2 separate regions of the Mus musculus genome follow, and region 2 is linked to region 1. The links are chromatin contacts, called in public HiChIP or PLAC-seq maps. All regions are on one chromosome and are shown on one strand. Each heading gives the region's core, a stretch centred on a gene start, on an enhancer-like site or on the middle of the called end of the contact. The rest is flanking DNA. Distances are from core to core; before and after follow the strand shown.

Region 1 (2,903 bases), core at 266-2,765:
TGAGAAGAGGGGAGGGGAGGGGAGGGGAGGGGAGGAGAGGGGAGGGGAGGGGAGAGAAAAGTTGTCTTAGGAATTGATTGCTTTCAGGAGGAAAAGACCTAAACCAAGTGTCATAGTGAGTTTTCTGTTGTTATACCCAAATGTCAGAAGCATGGCAACTTTATAAAGAAATAAGGTTTGGGTTTGTTGGGTAAAGGTGCTTACCACCGAGACTAATGACTTGAGTTTGATCCACAGAACTCACACTGTAGAAGGGAAGAACCAACTGTACAAGTTGTCCTCTGGCCTACACACACACACACACACACACACACACACACACACACACACACACACACAAATTAATAAGTGTAGCTTTTTAATGTTTAAGAAGAGGAAAGGTTTCTTCGATTCATAATTTAGGAGGTGGGAAGTGCATGCGCATGGCCCCAGGTGTCTGGCAAGGGACTGTTTGCTGGCCGAGTCTCAGATGGTGCAGCAGTCATGGTGACAGATAGGGAGAGTCACACGAGTCCTGCTTCCTCTTCTTTATAAATCTGGTAGTTGTTTTGGTAGTTCCAGAGACTGAATCCAGGATGCCTGCATGCAAACAAGCCCTCACCCAGCCAACGGTATCCAAGGCCCTGGCTCCATCTTTGCACAGGTATCTGCATGTTGACCATAAGGCTACACCCTGAAGACCTGACAACCAAACCCCGAGCACCTACCTCCTGCAGTCCCTCCTCCAAGCATCTAACATCAGATCCCATGTCCCTCTTCAGTGTCTCACAGTGGGAGATCAAAGTTCACCTTTACAATGACTGTGATGACAGGTCTATCACTCACCATTTTTTATCTGAGCAAATCAATGCTCAGAGAGGTTCAGCTATTTCCCCAAGACTGCACAGCTGGCCTGACAGAGCCAGGCTGAAGTGCAGAGGACCATCTCAACCCACAACACCTTCCTGAGGAGCCACAACAGCAACTGAGCACATCTGACTAAAATTCTGTTCTCTCCAGTCTTCACACTACCCACATAGGAAGCTTGCTAGGTATGTCCTCTAAGCCTGAGAAACACTGGGAAAGCCTACTATCCTGAGCCTGGTTGGCGGGGTCCTTTCTCCCTACCTCCCTAGTTTCCTCAGCCCCAGCCTGGCCAGATGCCTACCCTAAGCTGGCAAAGGATGCCTTAGGAATGGCATTCACAGTTAGTTAGAGAGACCAGACAACACAATATCTAGGGATCTGGCAAAGAATGGCATAGCTACGTCTCATCAGAAGTCTGGACCTTGCAGACATCTTCCTCTGAGTGACCCAAAGAACAAGCCCACCAGGCAGCTTTCTATTGCTGTGGTAAGTACCATGGCTCAAAGTAGCTTGGGGAGGAACGGGTTGATTTCAGCTCACACTTCCCAGATCACAGTTCATCACTAACTGAAGCCAGGGCAGGAGCTCATGGGAACCAGCAGACAGGAACTGAAGCAGAGCCATGGAGGCGCGTTGCTTACCTGCTTGCTTCTCATGGCTTGATTTGATTGCATTTCTATATATCCCAGAGCCACCTGCTCAGGGGTGGCACCAGTCACAGTAGGCTGGACCCTCCTACACCAATCATTAATCAAAAAACAAACAAAACCAAACTTGCCCACAAGCCTCAAATAGAAACTTTTTCTCGACTGAGGCTCTTTCTTCCCAGATGGCCCTCGCTTGTATCACGTTGACAAAAACTTACCGGCACAGAATCTTTTTCAGGTGATGGGGAGGGACTTGGACAAGCAGACCAGCCTTCCAGTGTTAGGGACACTTGATTCTGTCCAGCCACGATGCTCAGCTTGACCCTGAAGAGAAGGACATTGTCACCTTTGCTATAAACTGCATTCAACAGTTGCTGCCAAGGCAGCTTGGTAAAGTACCCATCCTCTCACAACCAAGAGACCCCCAGAGCCACAGAAAAACCTCTAAGGAGTTCTGCCCTGCTGGCCACACCACTGAACAGCGCAGAGCTGACTGACTCATTCACCCTGTGGGGGATGCTGGCTATAGGGTCCAGATTTGCCAGACTGTTTGCACAACCCATCGTGATTTCATTCATAAAACATCTATCCTCCCCAAGGTAGATCCTGCTTCATGCCTGTTCATCCTCATGAGTGAAATTAGCATGGTCCAGCATCATATAATGACTGGTCATCAGGTAATCTGGGAGTCAAATTCTAGCTTTCCTTTTAAAAATAAGTTCCTTCGGGTCTTTATAGTACCTGGACTATAGTAGATGCTAAGTGTTGTTGCCTTTTGAGGTGCTCAAGACTCACGATGGTTTTCAATGTCACAGTTATTGAACAGCTACTGCATGTTAGATTCTGCCAACAGGACCTGAGAGTATGGCTTCTCCTCCCTTTACTGGTTACTGAATGCCATTCCCCATTTAATAAACATTTTTAGAAGAATTTTTGCGATGTAGTGTGTGTGTGTGTGTGTGTCTGTGTGTCTGTGTGTGTGTCTGTGTCTGTGTGTCTGTGTCGTGCATACACTGCTTGCAGAGCCTAGTCAAGGACATTGGATCTTCTGGAACTGGAGTTGCAGGCAGTTGGGTGGGTGCTGGTAATCCAACTTAGATCCCCTGCAGGAGCAGCCAGTGCCCCTAACCATGGGCCCATCTCTCCAGCGCCCTCTGTATACATTGGAAGTAGTAGTAGTAGTAGTAGTGTCTTTTCCATGCAGGTCAGGAGCCATCATTTCCTTGGGGTCCACTCTCTTCCTGACCCTCATCAGGGGTGTGCCAAGTAGATTCTGAGCTGATATTCACAGTGATGAATCCTTCAAGTCAGTAGTAAGTAGTCCTCTGCCCTCTATATGAACAGAATGTGGGCCCAGGATGCTCAGGAAGTTTCCTGGAGTTGCACAGCTAGGACTCTGGCTGAACTGTA
Region 2 (2,903 bases), core at 223-2,722, 790 kb after region 1:
ATATGTGTATGTGAGCAAGAAACTCCTAGATACAAAATACAAATAAATAATAATGATAAAATGTAAAAAATTCCAATTTTGTCTCCACTGTCATTTACTAAATAACTGCCTAAGGTGCCAAGTGATTGCTATATTTCTCCCTGGGAGTATTCACAGTCCCCTGAAGGGCTGTCTCCCCTTCTCATTCATGAAACAATGACTTTCTTCTGGGATGGCCACATAGGTGTGAGCGAGACAGGAGCAAGAAGACTAGGAGAAATGTAGAGGTCCCTAGCCTCCAAGGCTTGGGACTTTGTAGCCACTGTTCAGTCATCTAGAGGAAGAGAAGTTGGATTAGGAGTCGGAAATCAAAGATGTAGCAGATGTCTCATTTAAATCCTTCCTTTCTTTATCTTTTTTTCTAAAGACAGGATCTATGTAGCCAAGGTTGAAATTTTGATCCTCCTGCCTTCCTGCCTTCACCTGCCAAGTTCTGGAATTGCAGGTATGAGACACCCCAGCCCCCTAGATTTCCTTTTACCAACCTGAGGGTGTGGCTCTGTGGTAGAGAAGAACCAAAACAGAAATTTTAATACATTTAAGATAAAACTTTCTTAACCAGGGTCTTGGTGCATGCCTTTAATCTCAATACCTGGGAGAAAGAGGCAGGCAGGTCTCTGAGTTTGAGGCTAGCCTGGTCTACAAAGTGAGTTTCAGGGCAGCAATTACTATACAGAGAAACCTTGTCTCAAAAAACAAAAACAAAAACAAAAAAGAAAAAACAAAACAAAGCAAGAAAGATAAAGGTTTCTTTTATTCCTTTGAGTAACTAAAAATAGCCAGCAGAGGTTGTGTGACTCCCCAAGCTAGGTAGCAGAGATTTGAAGCGACACTTCCTTTCCAGTTTAAAGAGTCCCCCTAAAGATCTACGCGCGCGCGCGCGCACACACACACACACACACACACACACACCTCCTAACTGGGGAAAACTGTGATCAACTTTAGGGAACAGCTATTGCTCTCGGCTTTGGGAACCTGAAGTCCGTCCTTAATTCATCTCAGGTTCTTTGGCTGTGTGGAACCTGGTAGAATCTGGAATTGCCATCCCATGTCCCTGTTTGCATGAGTGCCATTGAGAGAGCAAAGTCAAGGGGTCTTCAAGGCACAATCGGGAGAAGGCGTGGTCAGGGCCGGGTGGTGAGCTGCTGGTGCCCATGCTGAGCAGAGCTGTCCAGGAGAGGGGGCCAGGCCCGTTACTTCAGTCCTGCTCGGGACAGGAGGGGAGAGAGAGAGAGAGAGAGAGAGAGAGAGAGAGAGAGAGAGAGAGAGAGAGAGAGAGAGAGAGAGAGAGAGAGAGAGAGAGAGAGAGAGAGAGAGAGAGAGAGAGAGAGAGAGAGAGAGAGAGAGAGAGAGAGAGAGAGAGAGAGAGAGAGAGAGAGAGAGAGAGAGAGAAGGGGCGTGGCCGGTGGGGGAGGGGGCGTGGTGGAGGGGAGGGGAGGCCGCGCCGCCATATTCGATTCGACCCGCAACCCCGCGGCGCAGCCAGCATGAGTACCGGTGCCTTCTACATCTCCAGCCTGCTGGAGAAGATGACGTCCAGCGACAAAGACTTCAGGTGCGCCCTGTGGGGGCTCGGGACTCGTTTTCAGGGGTCTCAGCCTGTCCCGGCCGCCCCTCTGCTCCCCTGCCCCCCCCCTGCGGACCCCTGTGGGAGCCCCCGGCCTCTTCGCCTGGGCCTGGCTGGGCCTGCAGCCCCGCCCCCAGCCTCTTCCCGCCTTTGCTGTGCTGGCCTCTCAAGTCCCCAACACTGGGCGCCCCCCAGGCTCTCCAGTGAAGTCCCCGTCGGCCTCTCTTTGGAACCCAGTGCAGTCCTCTTCTGACCCTCATTGAAACAGGCCGCTTCCCTGCACAACCTCCATCCAAGGCTATCTTCCGAGACCCACACTTCTGCCCGGTCTCTAGGTTACCCCATCCCCCGCACCCTGTACCCCTACCGGGTCTCCTAACCCTAACAAACTTTACTTTTCTTTCATCTCTTTCTTTTCATCCCGTGCCTTTTCTCCCTGGCCCCTCATCACCACCCCATCTTCCTTATTCCCCTCCTCTCCCAAGATGGTTTAGAGCAGGAAGCAAAGGTTGGGGTGAGGGCTATCTCTCTCCCCCATTCTTTTTCTCCTATCCTCCTCTCCAAACACCACAGAAACACAGGAACAGAGTTGGCAAGAGGAATGGGAATATCTGATGCAGCCCCTCTTGCAGGGGAAACTGAGGTTCAGTGATAAAAAGGGGTTGTTGGTCAGTTGTGGACCCTCAAGTCAACAGGACAGTGCACCATTCTGAGTCTTCTGTCACAGTAGTTATCCCTCCGATTACAAACAGGGAAAATTAGGTTCAGGGACATGAAGGGCCTGGATACAATGCTAACGGTAGGGCCAAGCAGAGTTGGAGGTGTCAGTGGGATTCCCAATCTAGCCAGTCCGGAGGGGCCAGAAGCCTATTTGTGTGGTCTGACCTTTTCCGTGTCCTGTAAATACAGTCCTCAAAAATCTCTGTGCAGCCCTAAGCCCCACAGTGGTAGTAGGGCTTGGGATCCTTTGCCCTGGCTTCAGATCTCGGCAACCATCACTAACTAGATCTGTAAGTGATGGGCAAAGTACTCCATGCCCTCTGAGCCTTAGCTTAGCTGTTTGTGCTTTAGGTAGCAGGTAAGTGCTTTGTGAATGGTTGTCCTGACTCTGTGCAGGGAAACGGGGCAGGTCCTGGTAGACTGTTCTTTGTTCTTTGGGCCCAAGTTCTTTCTGTTCTCCAGAAGTCTGGAGGGGGCTTTGACTTACTCAAAGTCACATGGCCTGCCAGAGTTGAGGGAATGACTCCTGGGCCTATCAGGGAGTTGGCTCTATCACTCAGGGCCTGAGAAGCCCTTT

What was found. HiChIP or PLAC-seq counts read pairs in DNA pulled down with a chosen protein or histone mark.
Region 2: a contact with region 1 is called in a FOXA1 HiChIP or PLAC-seq map of pancreatic cancer cells. The contact joins the promoter of Cand2 here to the enhancer-like site in region 1. A contact is called at or near these places in 1 of 39 promoter capture datasets (cranial neural crest), 1 of 115 datasets of contacts at active chromatin or transcription factors (pancreatic cancer cells) and 1 of 9 other capture datasets (macrophages).

The regions. Positions count from the first base shown.
Region 1 is chr6:114,981,321-114,984,223 of GRCm38.p6, forward strand. No RefSeq gene overlaps it. Among named protein-coding and RNA genes, the nearest start is that of Gm38876, 37 kb to the left of the region's middle. Within about 2 kb of position 1,516, at least 8 of the 459 cell types and tissues checked have an H3K27ac peak or open chromatin away from gene starts, as enhancers often do. A contact at or near this core is called in pancreatic cancer cells, where this site is marked.
Region 2 is chr6:115,773,085-115,775,987 of GRCm38.p6, forward strand. Cand2 (cullin-associated and neddylation-dissociated 2 (putative)) reads left to right here and starts at 1,473. Exons shown (of 15, transcript NM_025958.2): 1 at 1,473-1,594. The coding sequence starts at 1,527. It overlaps Mir7660 (microRNA 7660), which reads left to right and starts at 2,573; the gene lies at 2,573-2,635.